2 separate regions of the Sus scrofa genome follow, and region 1 is linked to region 2. Evidence: chromatin contacts called from public promoter capture Hi-C data. All regions are on one chromosome and are shown on one strand. Each heading gives the region's core, a stretch centred on a gene start, on an enhancer-like site or on the middle of the called end of the contact. The rest is flanking DNA. Distances are from core to core; before and after follow the strand shown.

What was found. Promoter capture Hi-C pulls out the DNA fragments that hold promoters and counts their contacts.
Region 1: a promoter capture Hi-C map of liver shows a contact between it and region 2, with 4 times the contacts expected there. The contact joins the promoter of BBOF1 here to the promoter of PNMA1 in region 2. A contact is called at or near these places in 2 of 5 promoter capture datasets (fetal liver and liver) and 1 of 47 Hi-C or Micro-C datasets (alveolar macrophages).

The regions. Positions count from the first base shown.
Region 1 is chr7:97,312,842-97,318,328 of Sscrofa11.1, forward strand. It overlaps BBOF1 (basal body-orientation factor 1), which reads left to right and starts at 3,789. Exons shown (of 13, transcript XM_001929154.4): 1 at 3,789-3,982. The coding sequence starts at 3,927. ENTPD5 (ectonucleoside triphosphate diphosphohydrolase 5) reads right to left here and starts at 3,737. Exons shown (of 18, transcript XM_021099509.1): 1 at 3,668-3,737; 2 at 782-894.
Region 2 is chr7:97,050,145-97,055,910 of Sscrofa11.1, forward strand. PNMA1 (paraneoplastic antigen Ma1) reads right to left here and starts at 1,713. Exons shown (of 1, transcript XM_021099497.1): 1 at 1-1,713. The coding sequence starts at 873.

The DNA of each region.
Region 1 (5,487 bases), core at 2,539-5,038, 260 kb after region 2:
GTATCTGCAATTGGGCAATTTCAAGGATGATTTATGAGTAAAAACTTGGTCTCCAAGCTAAACCAGAATAAAGCCACAGATTACTTTACAGAGTAACCCCAAAGGTGGATCCACTAGAAGAAAAATGTTAGAAATAATATGTATTATGAGATATAGTCCTAAGTTCCTATACGGCTTTTTGAACAACTCCACACTTGGTGGTATTACAATCAATGGGACGAGAGAAAAAGTTTTTTTGCTTTGGTTTTTTTGGTTTTTTGGTTTTTTTTTTTGCTTTTTAGAGCCACACCTGAAGCATATCCCAGACTAGGGCTCGAATTGCAGCTGCTGGCCTACGACACAGCAATGCCAGATCTGAGCCGTGTCTGCGACCTACACCACAGCTCACGGCAATGCCAGATCCTTAACCCACTCACTGTTCAAGGCCAGGGATCGAACCTGTGTCCTCATGGATACTAGTTGGGTTAGTTACCACTAAGCCACAATGGGAACTCCCTTTTTTTTTTTTTTTTTTAAGAGAAAAGTTAACAATATTTGGGAAAGGCAGAAAACCCAATTCAGAAAACAACCAACCAACCCAGGAGTAAATGAAGTACATTTTACAACTTAAAGATAGCAGAGGAGTTCTCCTGCAGGTTAATGATCCAGCATTGTCACCACAGCAGTTTGGGTCATTGCTTTGGCTCAGAAATTGCCCTGGCCCTGGAAATTTCATATGCTGTGGGCACCCTCCCCCCCAGCCCCCTGGCCAAAAGAAAAAAAAGGATATCAGAGACATTACCTTACATTCAGATACTTGCCCTGTCTACCAGGACCCTGGACCATAATGATCTGGTCTGTAGGGAGGACTCAGCCAAGATACTCCACATTTCTGTTGACAAGGAACTACACAAACTGGGCAAAAAAAACAAAAAACAGAATTACAAAGCCAAGTCAACAACACATGAAGTGCTTCCCAAGTTTTAAAAGCATTAGCATTCTAAACAATAAAACAAAGCAAATTTTTAAAAAACTATAATTAAAATTAAAAAAGCAAATTTATTTTGCGAAATAAACTTCACAGTAAAACTACCTACAAGAAATTATGGAAGGAAATGCTACCAGACGAACTGCTACATAGCAACTTCCTACTTTACTATCTGCACCATCAGATGTTTCTCACAAAGAGATGACTGAATAATAACATCCAGTTCTTTGACAGAGAATGTGGAGGTTCAGAAGACAGTACATTCTAGAACAAGCTCTACTACAGTGTGAATCTGGGCATTTCTTTTAGCCATATTCAAGTCATAACAGTTTTGACCACAAAAACTTATAGTCAATAAAATATGTTGTATGATAAAATAACTATAAAATGCATGTAACTAAAATAGTATACATATATATATCAAGAAATAACCTTGTTACAGTCTATTTTTATTTTTTTATTTTTTTGCTTTTTAGGGCTTATGGAAGTTTCCAGGCTAAGGGCTGAATCAGAGCCACAGCAAGGCCAGATGGAAGCAGTGTCTGAGACCTACACTACAACTCACAGCAATGCCGGATCCTTAACCCACTGAGTGAGGCCAGGGATCCAATCTGCGTCCTCATGGATACAAGACAGGAACTCCTACAGTCAAATTTTTATGTTTATGTTATCTGATAACAAAAGTCTTGGACTGACTTTCATATTATGCAGTAACCTATTTTTATTTATTTTTGTCTTTTTGCCTTTTCTAGGGCTGCTCCCTCAGCATATGGAGGTTCCTAGGTTAGAGGTCTAATCAGAGCTGCTGCTGCTGGCCTACACCAGAGCCACAGCAATGCCGGATCCGAGTCGCATCTGTGACTTACACCACAGCTTAAGGCAATGCTGGATCCTTAACCCACTGAGCAAGGACAGGGATTGAATCCACCTCATGGTTCCGAGTTGGATTCGTTAACCACTGTGGCATGACGGGAACTCCAGTAACCAATTTTTAGAATGAATTCCAAATATAAGGCCTCTGATAGAAGATGCTCTACCCTCTTTTTTTCTGCAAGCTGTCAGTAACGTGTATTGTTCAACCTTACACATATACAATCAATAGTAACTTCTAGATTCCATATCAGAATAAACCCTTTCAATGTATGCTGATCCCACCTGGACTCACAGAAAAGTGACACGCAAACAGAGGGGGAAAGCACCAGAAATAGAGCAAGCCACTATCATGCCAGCAGATGGTATGACTAAAAAGATTTTCAGTGCTTATTAACCTTAGCAAGTTCCCTATAACCACTGAATTGAGAAACAGAAGCAAGTGGGAGGGGAAAAAGGGGGGTGCATCAGAGAACTCTGGAAAGGGTGTAGGGATTAAGTTCTCCCTCCCTAGAGAAAGGGAGAAGGAAGATGTGCAATGAAAAAATAAATTTGGGAGTTCCATTCCTGGCTCAGCAGTTAAGAACTCAAGTAGGATCCATGAGGATGCGGGCTCGATCCCTGGCCTTGCTCAGTAGATTAGGGATCCAGCCTTGCCTTCGCTGTGGCATAGGCCGGCAGCTGTAGCTCCGATTTAACCCCTTGGGAACGTCCACATGCGGGGCGGGGACCCTAAAAAGCTAAATAAATAAATTTTGCCGCATATAGAACTCTCAGGCATCAGATCCCGGTAGCAGAGGCGACCTAAGCGGCAACTGCGGCAACGCCAGATCCTTAACCCATTGTGCGGGCAGGGGATCGAACTCTCGTCCCGGAGCTCCCAAGATGCCGCTGATCCCGTTGCGCGCTACAGCGGGTGCTCCCACGACAAAATTTTAAATGGAGGATTAGGCACAGCAGAGCTTCAATCACAAATTTCCTAACTGTTGTCTTGGCACCCATAATTCCCTATCCTCCTCAATGACTCGAGGACCAACTCAATGAATGAAGGCATAATCATAGAGCTCCTCCTCTGAAACAGGCGAACAATACTTTTGAGTTTTAGTCTTTTTCAGGCGTGCTGGGGGGAAGAGGGGAACACATCAAACTAAACCAAAAACAAACAAACAAAAAGGCAAGCAAGCGCTTTCAACTTTACACAACTTGCAGGAAAAAAAGGACACTGAGGAGAAACGAGATTATTAGCCAATGGGAATCCCGGGCCGGTTCTGGGCGGGCAGCGTCTGCCAAGACAGGACAGAATGGGACCGAGGGCCTGACCCCAGGACTCTCCTCCAGGCCCCGGAGCCTCTCCCACCCCAGGTGGCAGCACTTCTCTCCTTGCCCGGTTCCCCGACGCCCACGCCCCTGGCCCGCCTCACGCCCAACCACCACCCTCGGAAAAGTCCTCAGCTGCCTCACCAAAAAATGTTTGGCCTGGGAAGCCCGCTGGCTGCACCATCCCTTGCAGAACTAGCAAGAGTTAGAAGCCAGGAGAGAGAGAAGGAACCAAAAGAGTCCCGAAGACGCAGCTTCGGGAGAGGCGGGGCAGGGACGAGAGCGAGGTGGCCGCGGCCACGCTGGCTGCAGCATGAGGGCAAGACGCCAAACGCTGCAAACTCGGCTGAGGCGACGCTCTGAGCACCGCTGCGCGGCGGCCGAACCCGCCGGGAAGCCAGCCTCCAGAGGGGAGGACGCCCCGGCCGTCCTGCCACCGCCCGCTCCGCCCTCCTCGCTGGACCAGCTGGGACCGTGAGCTGGGTTGGGCGACTCCGAGGTTCGCACACTCACCGCGCGCGCGCGCGCGCCGCTCCGGCGCGGCCGCCCACCGCCCTCTGCGTGATCTCCGCCCCGCCCCCTGCGCCCGGCCCGTGGACTGGGCCCCGCGCGGCGGCGTCGGGGCTACGTCACGAGCGCGTGCGCTCTGTTCGCCGGCAACGGCCCGCGCGGAAGTTTACCCCATCAGCGTGCTGGTGTCCTTGGAGACGAAGCCGGGTCTGGGCGGCGGCAGAGAGGCAACGACGACAACAGAGCCCCTGGAGAAGCCAAGATGCCGTCGAAGGGAAAGGACAAAAAGAAGGGCCAGGGCAAAGACAAGAAGAAGAAGTAAGGAGAAGCCACACTGGGGGCCCTGCTCCCTGGACCTACCCTCCGGGGATTTGTAGGTGCAGGCCCACTGGCGCCCTTCCCCACCCCACACCCCACCTTCCTGGACGCTCCTCTCTCTCACTCAGCTGCTGAGAGGGACAGCTCCCCTTGCTCAGAAGTTTCCAAAACGCATGCCAAACTATACTGTTTCAACTAAGACAGGATTTGAGACCCTGAAGTAATGTGGAATAGACCCGCCCATGTGTCATGCACTAATGAGAAGGCAGATAAGTTCCCAAAAAACAGGAGTAACATTGGACCCAGTGAAATTAGTGCTGGAGGAAAAAAGAACTGTGAGGTAGAAGAGTTCTGACACTGAAAGCGAAGGTCAGGATACCATTTCTTGGAACATTGGAGATCCTCTAGACCTGTGCTGTCCAATAGAGTAGTCATTGATCGTGTGTGGCTATGATTATAAGTTAGAATTAAATAATATTAAGAATTCAGATCCTCCTTTGTACTAGCCACATTGCAAGTAGTCAGTAAGCACATGTGGCTATGGTGACCGTATTGGACAGCCCAGATATAGAGCATTTCCGTCATCACAGAAAGTTCTGTTGGATAGCACTACCTGAGACCATGGTTCTCAGCGAGGCAATTTTGACTCCCAGAGGACACTTGTCAATATCTAGAGACATTTTTGGTTGTCACATCTGGGGAAATTTAGTGGATAAGAGACTGGGGACGCTGCTAAATACCCTACAGGGCACAGGACAATTCCTAGCCTCGCAAGAAACAATCATGTGGCTTAGAAGAATTTCATTTGGGGAGTTCCCGTCGTGGCGCAGTGGTTAACGAATCCGAATAGGAACCATGAGGTTGCGGGTTCGGTTCCTGCCCTTGCTCAGTGGATTAACGATCCGGCGTTGCCGTGAGCTGTGGTGTAGGTTGCAGACTCGGCTCAGATCCCGCGTTGCTGTGGCAGTGGCATAGGCCAGTGGCTACAGCTGGGATTGGACCCCTAGCCTGGGAACCTCCATATGCCGTGGGAGCGGCCCAAAGAAATAGCAAAAAGACACTCTCTCTCTCTCTCTCTCTCTCTCTCTCTCTCTCTCTCTCTCTCTCTCCCCTCTCTCTCTCTCTCACACACACACACACACACACACAAAATCAGTTGGGAAACCCTGCTCAATGCTTTAAGCACAGAGAATAGGCAGTAAGCATTATTTGCCATACATCCAGCACCTACCAGAGAGTCTGGATCATGGCAGATGCTTACTATTTCTTAAATAAATTAAGGTGTCTGCTTGTGTATGCTTTAACTTGAATCTTCTTTTTTCATCCACAAGAACTGTGCTCTGATGCTCTGGGCTTGTTATTTTTATTTTTTGCTTTTTAGGGCCACACCCAGGGCATATGTAAGTTCCCAGGCTAGGGGTCAAATTGGAGCTACAGCTGCCTACCTACGCCACAGCAACGCAAGATTCCAGCGGAATCTTGGACCTACACTGCAGCTTATGGCA
Region 2 (5,766 bases), core at 463-2,962:
CAGGCGGGCCTGGTTCACGTTATCTTTATCTATGGCCCCCTTCTCAACCACCTTCTGCAGCAGAGGCTCCAGACGAATCACATAAGCAGATAATTTTTCTCCCGGGTTCTGGTATGTGTTCAGAAATCTCACCTGCGCATCCCTAGAGCTCTCGACGCTCCCAAACACCTGCTCCAGCGCCTTCAGGCATTCAGCGGTGGTAATCGCAGGGTTGTTGGTCTTGAGGATGCGGATGACATCAGCGGCAGGGCCTCTAAGGCTCTCCATCAACCGCCGCCTCTTTTCTACATCAGGCACCTGCCACTCCTCTATGACCTCATTAGTGTGCTCCAGCCAGGGATCAAATGCCTCCTCCCCTGGCCCCGGAATGTCCCTTCCCGAGAACAACGTCAGCTTCTTGTACCATATGGACTCAACCAGAGGCTGAATAACATTATCCAAAATATAGTTTAGCATCTCTGCCGGCATTTCGGGGCCTGGGGCCGGAGTGGGGTTCTGAAACCCAAGGACACGGGCAACATCTTGCACGGTCCACCCCTCTCTTGCTAGGAAGAGGTGCAACCTTTCTAAAAATTCAGCATCGGAAGTGGGGGGCTTAAAGACTACTTTCCAGACCCCTCCTTTACCTGGCATCTCCCTGGGGATCGCAGCATAATCGACAGCACCAGTGAGCTCTAACAAGGCTGCTTTGGCATTCTCTTCCCTCCAGAACATTCTCCCAAGCACTCGATAGGGCACCTGGGGCATCGCAGCTTGAAAGGTCTCTTCGATTTCGGTCTCATCACAGTTCACAGGGATCCCCCAGACCAGAAGGGCTCTCTGGGAGTTCACATCCATCCCCCTACACCAATCTTCCAGCAGTGTCATCGCCATTTTCCCAACTATCAAGGGCCCCAATTCTACAAATACAATTAGACTGTGGCTCCCTGTGCTCTAAAACTGAAGACAATAGCAGACGCTCCCACCGCCACCTCCCCCCATATGCCCGAGGGAGTCAATCACGTTTAACAAACGACACCAGTGTCCTGCTCTCCTCTTTTCGCTGCCCCTCAAAGCCAGGCCTCCGCGTTCTCGGAACGAAGCCTCGGGGATGCTCAGTCACATGGCCATCGCCATCTTGTGTCTCCGGTCGGGATCCGCAGGCCGGGTCCTCCACTTACAGGAAGGTGTCGCGTCGGAGCGCAGAGGCGAGGAAAAAAGGCGGGCGGCGAAAGCAGGAGCCGCAGGGCTTGATCGCGGGACGTGGCCGCCTCTTCGCAGCCTGGGCGCCAGGCACTCGCTGCTGCTCCCAGAGGGTGCAAGCTTTCGTTGCCAGAGCGGAGCACGCCTCAGACGAGCTAGGAGCCGCTTCTCCGCAGACAAGAACTAGTACCGCCCCCGGAGGGAAAGACTGTCCTAAGGGAAAGACAGCGGCGGCAGCGAGGCCAACCCGAGAGAGCTTCTTCGTGGGCAAACGTATCCCTCTGGGCGGCGAGGACGCCAAGGACCAAGAACACAGGCAGCAGAGGCGCAGGAAAGACGCGGAAGCCAGGCTAGAGGAGGCGCAGGCGCAGTCGCAGGCAGGCCGCGGCAGCCCCGCACGCAGGCGACCGCGGGCCGAGGTGGGCTGGAGCTGCACAGTTGTACCTCGGTCCCACCCGCAGCCAGCCTAGCCTTTACTGCCGCAGTGGAGGGCGGGGCCGGCCTTCGACCCGCCTCGCCCCGCCCCCCGCGGCCCTGCCCGCGCGACCGTAGCCACGGCAACCACCGACGCGAGACGCCGGAGCTCTAGCGGCCTGCAGGGGCGAATGGTTGCCATGGTGGCAGCTCGGGGCCGCGGGCGTTAATTTCCTTTACCGCGCATTTCCTTTTTCGCATTTTCCAGATTTTTTTTTTTCTTAACAAAGCACTGTGTTTAAAAGATAATATAATTCTGGAGTGGATTTAAGATGATATCCGGCCGTCAAGAAAGACTTGTCTACTCGCGTCGCTCGTTCAGAGGCAATGCTGTATAATACCCTGTACCACCTGACTGCACTCTGCACCCTCTAAATTTTATCCCAGTGAGTTGAGACTTCTTCTTGTCTAAAATGTTGTAAAAAGATCTAGATCTCTATGAATAGTAACCCGGCAAACACTAATGTGTTATTTCCCCTGCCCTGGCATCATGGATAAAACAGGCCTTATGGTTCAAAAATGTCAAGTATCCTTTGGAAGCAAACCAAGGCACACTTACAATCCCAGATGGTGAGATAATAAATCTTTCCCCCAAAGGACACAGAAATCAACTCTGAATTTTTAAAACCTTATTTAATAAAAGGTTTAAAGATACAGAAGAACATTCAAAAGTAAATAAGTTACATAGGTACATTACAATCACATCAGCAAGATTTTCTTTAGTGTGTTAATTTTTTTTTTTATAAAAAGCACACAAAAAATAAAATCTTCCGTCTGGTCTATCACAACTGTACAGCAAAAGAGGTAATATTTATATATATGTACACTATTTTAATATGTAACAGTCTTTTAAAAAAGGGTGCCACAGGCAGCAAACACACAAAAGGCAGTGTCTGATTTTTTCAAAATAAAAGGAATATACTTATTTATATGCTATTAAAATATTTGTACAATAATTACAGACTATCAAGGCTGTTCCTGTGCTCTGTCCCCTCCAACAAGGCCTTTGACTAAGAGACAAATGAGGAAAAGGTGAAACAGCTGCAAATTGTTAGTTAGAGGCAAATATTAATACAGCAAAATATGGGGAGGACATACAATTGTTTTATAAAAATATGCATACTTCCTGTAAACCTAAGGAGTTAGGCTTGCCACTGGTAATAAATACCATCTGAGAAAACTGAGCCCCGGTAAAAACATATTTAAACAGCTGAGGCTTGTGTATGTGTTGTATTCCTCCTTCATCTTAACATCTGGCACATGAGAAGAAAGAGGTTAGGTCATTGAGGCAGTTAAATATAGGGGATCCCTTTAGACATAAGCAGCACACGACCTCTGTGCCAGGGGTGGAAGTGGAGTAGCCAAAGGGATAGGTGTGTACCTTAGCTGTGACAGGGGTTGCTGAAGGCATGGAGGACAGTGTCGAAGCCCTGTCTCCTTGGGTGGCTAAGAGACCTCAGAAATGGTCTAGAACACAGGCACTAGGTTAATCTCATGCCCTTAGCTGAGTGTAGCTGGAGGCTGCGAGATGGGTATGTAAGGTGGTGTACAGAGGACATTATAAAGCTGAAGGTGTTTTCACTTAACTTCTTAAAGCAAACAGCTCTGAACAGAAAAGAAAAAAGAAAAAAACAACACGAGCCTGATATGTTCACAGGGAGAAAGCACCATAAAGGGTAAGCCTATGCCAGCTTCTATGGCTGCACCTACTTTATTGGCAGGTCACTTGCCACAATTGCATCTGCCCTCTAAACAGTTTACCTTTCGCATTACATTCTAAATATGAATCCATCCTGGATCGTAAACCCTTTCAAAACATGGTGTCAGTCGGGGTTAATACAGAGAGGTACCATCTTGATCTTTTCCACCTACATTCACCTGGTCTGGTCTCTCTGGGCTTAGAAGAGGAGAATCACTCTAGACAAAGGAGGTTTCTGTTGCCACATGTCCAAAAAAGAGGCCTGAAACGAAACATAATTCAAATAGAAAAAACCTTGGGAAACGTAAGTAGCACTTTGGGGAGAAGCTGCAAAGGCACTCATATTACACAAGTGATTTAGAAGAGAGCCTAAATTTGCTACCCTCTTATTTTTGCAAAGTATGTCAGATTTTTGCAATCTTGGGCCACTGAGTTTATAGAAGCCTAAGGAAGAAACTAATGGGAAGCTGGAGGTCCCTAGGTAGCCATCAGGAACTGGGGAAGGGAAAGAATTTTGTTACTCCAGTACCGGGGCTCCTGCTGTATAACCATATGAATACATAAGTGAATGCGAAAAAAGACCTGACAGTGCATAGTTTAGAAACAAAACTCCCTCCCCACTCCCAGCTACCAACATTGATGCCTTTAGGCTATCTCATTGGCGGATCAGAATGAATATTTCTTGGCTCCTTCCTAACCTGTCATATACTTGCATGCACCCAGAACTGCTTTTACGCAGCTAAAGGAGAATAACGAGACCAGGAAAGTAACTCAGTCTTCCTGTAGGACTGGCAAGTGAAGGGGCCTCCAGAAACCTCCAGCCCCTTCACTTCAGTGGCGAGATGCCAAATATGGCTTCTTCAAGCCAGAAACAAAACCAGAATTCTGGCTTCCAGCCAGTCCCCTCAGGCAACTTGACAGTCTGCTGAAGAGGTAGCAACAAGAACTGCCTTTGCTCTCCCTTGATCCTCCTAGTCTGTGTGGCTTTGTGACACCTTCCAACTTTCCACCATCTTTCAGTGCTACTATCATTCCTATTGGCAAAATTTCCAGAGCAACAAGGCGAGGGACTTCAGGGTCTTGGGACTGGGGGTCGGGGGTGGGTGCCAAGAAGGTGCCTTATTTTGGGATAAATGCACTTGGGCCTCTGGAAAGAAGGAAGCCCCTGGTCCCTGAGAGGATGTTAAAAATTAAATAGTAAGAATAAATAAATAGCTCCCAAATGACACAAGTCAAGGAATGAAGGCTCCTGTCCAATCTGGCTAGGAGACCTCCCCCTCCCAGGGAAGGATCCAGAAATCTCCAGCATGCAGGACTGAGGGCTGGGCTGTGGATTTCGGCACTAGACAAGGTGGGGTGGGGTTAGGTGGCAGCTGCCAAGGGCAAGACTGAGGCAGGCAGGGATCTTGCACCAAGGAGGAGCGGGCTGGGTCTACGCTAAGCTCCCTTAGCAGCCTCCGGGGCCCAAAGGCATGTGGCAAAAAGGTGGGGAGCAGGAAGAGCCAAAACCTCTCAACAGCTCCCTCAGGCCCAGCCCCGTAGCAACCCTGCAGCGTCCATCCTCCGCACAGTCCCTTCTCCTCAAGGAGGCGGAGCGCTTGCAAAGAAACACCGGCCCCTTCCCCAAAGATGTGAGAAAACTTTCCAGCCCCAGCAGGCTGCTAGCAAGCAGCAAAGGGATAGGTACCAGTCCTGGTCTCTCTCCCTGCACCCATTCTGGCAGACTCCTTCCCAGGGAGGAGGTGGCCTCTCTCAGGACAGTCACTGGCGCAGTATGGCCTGGACAGTCATGCGAGAGACGGCACGCGTGCCAGGCTTGAGTTCTCTCTCAGAGCTGGTCACTACACTCCCTCCAAGGAGTTCCTCTTTCCGGGGCATGTGGCAGGGCCCGTGTAGGTCCCCTGGCGTGGGGAATTAATGCTGCAAAGGGGGTGCGCTTGTGCTTGGCTCTCCACGGTGACCAACGGGAGCCGGATAAGAAAGAGGGAGGGATGAGACTGCTCAGCAGAGATCCACGTGAGAGGCAGCGGTGGCAGCGCCGGAGCCCCTCCCGAGGGGCAGCCCCAGGGAGCAGGGACTCTCCCAGTCCCAGGAAAGCACGAGGACAACTTCCGACAGACCAAATGCAAGAAGAACTGGATCCCGCAGCCCTTTCCATTGCTCCCGGGGCCTTTATAAATAAAAGAGCCATTTATTTAATTGTCATGTTCGTTTCGCAGAGACAAGTCCAGGTGATCGCTCTCTCCCGGTGCTGGCAGGCGTCAGGCAAGGCTGGGACAGGGCTCGGAGCGCCGGGCATCAGCCCCTCTCGCCCGCGCCGCTCTCTTCCCGCAGGGCTGGCTGGTGGGGGGAGGCGGCGGCTACGGTGGCCGCAGCGGCCGCGGCCTCTTTCTCTTTCTGCCTCAGAGCAG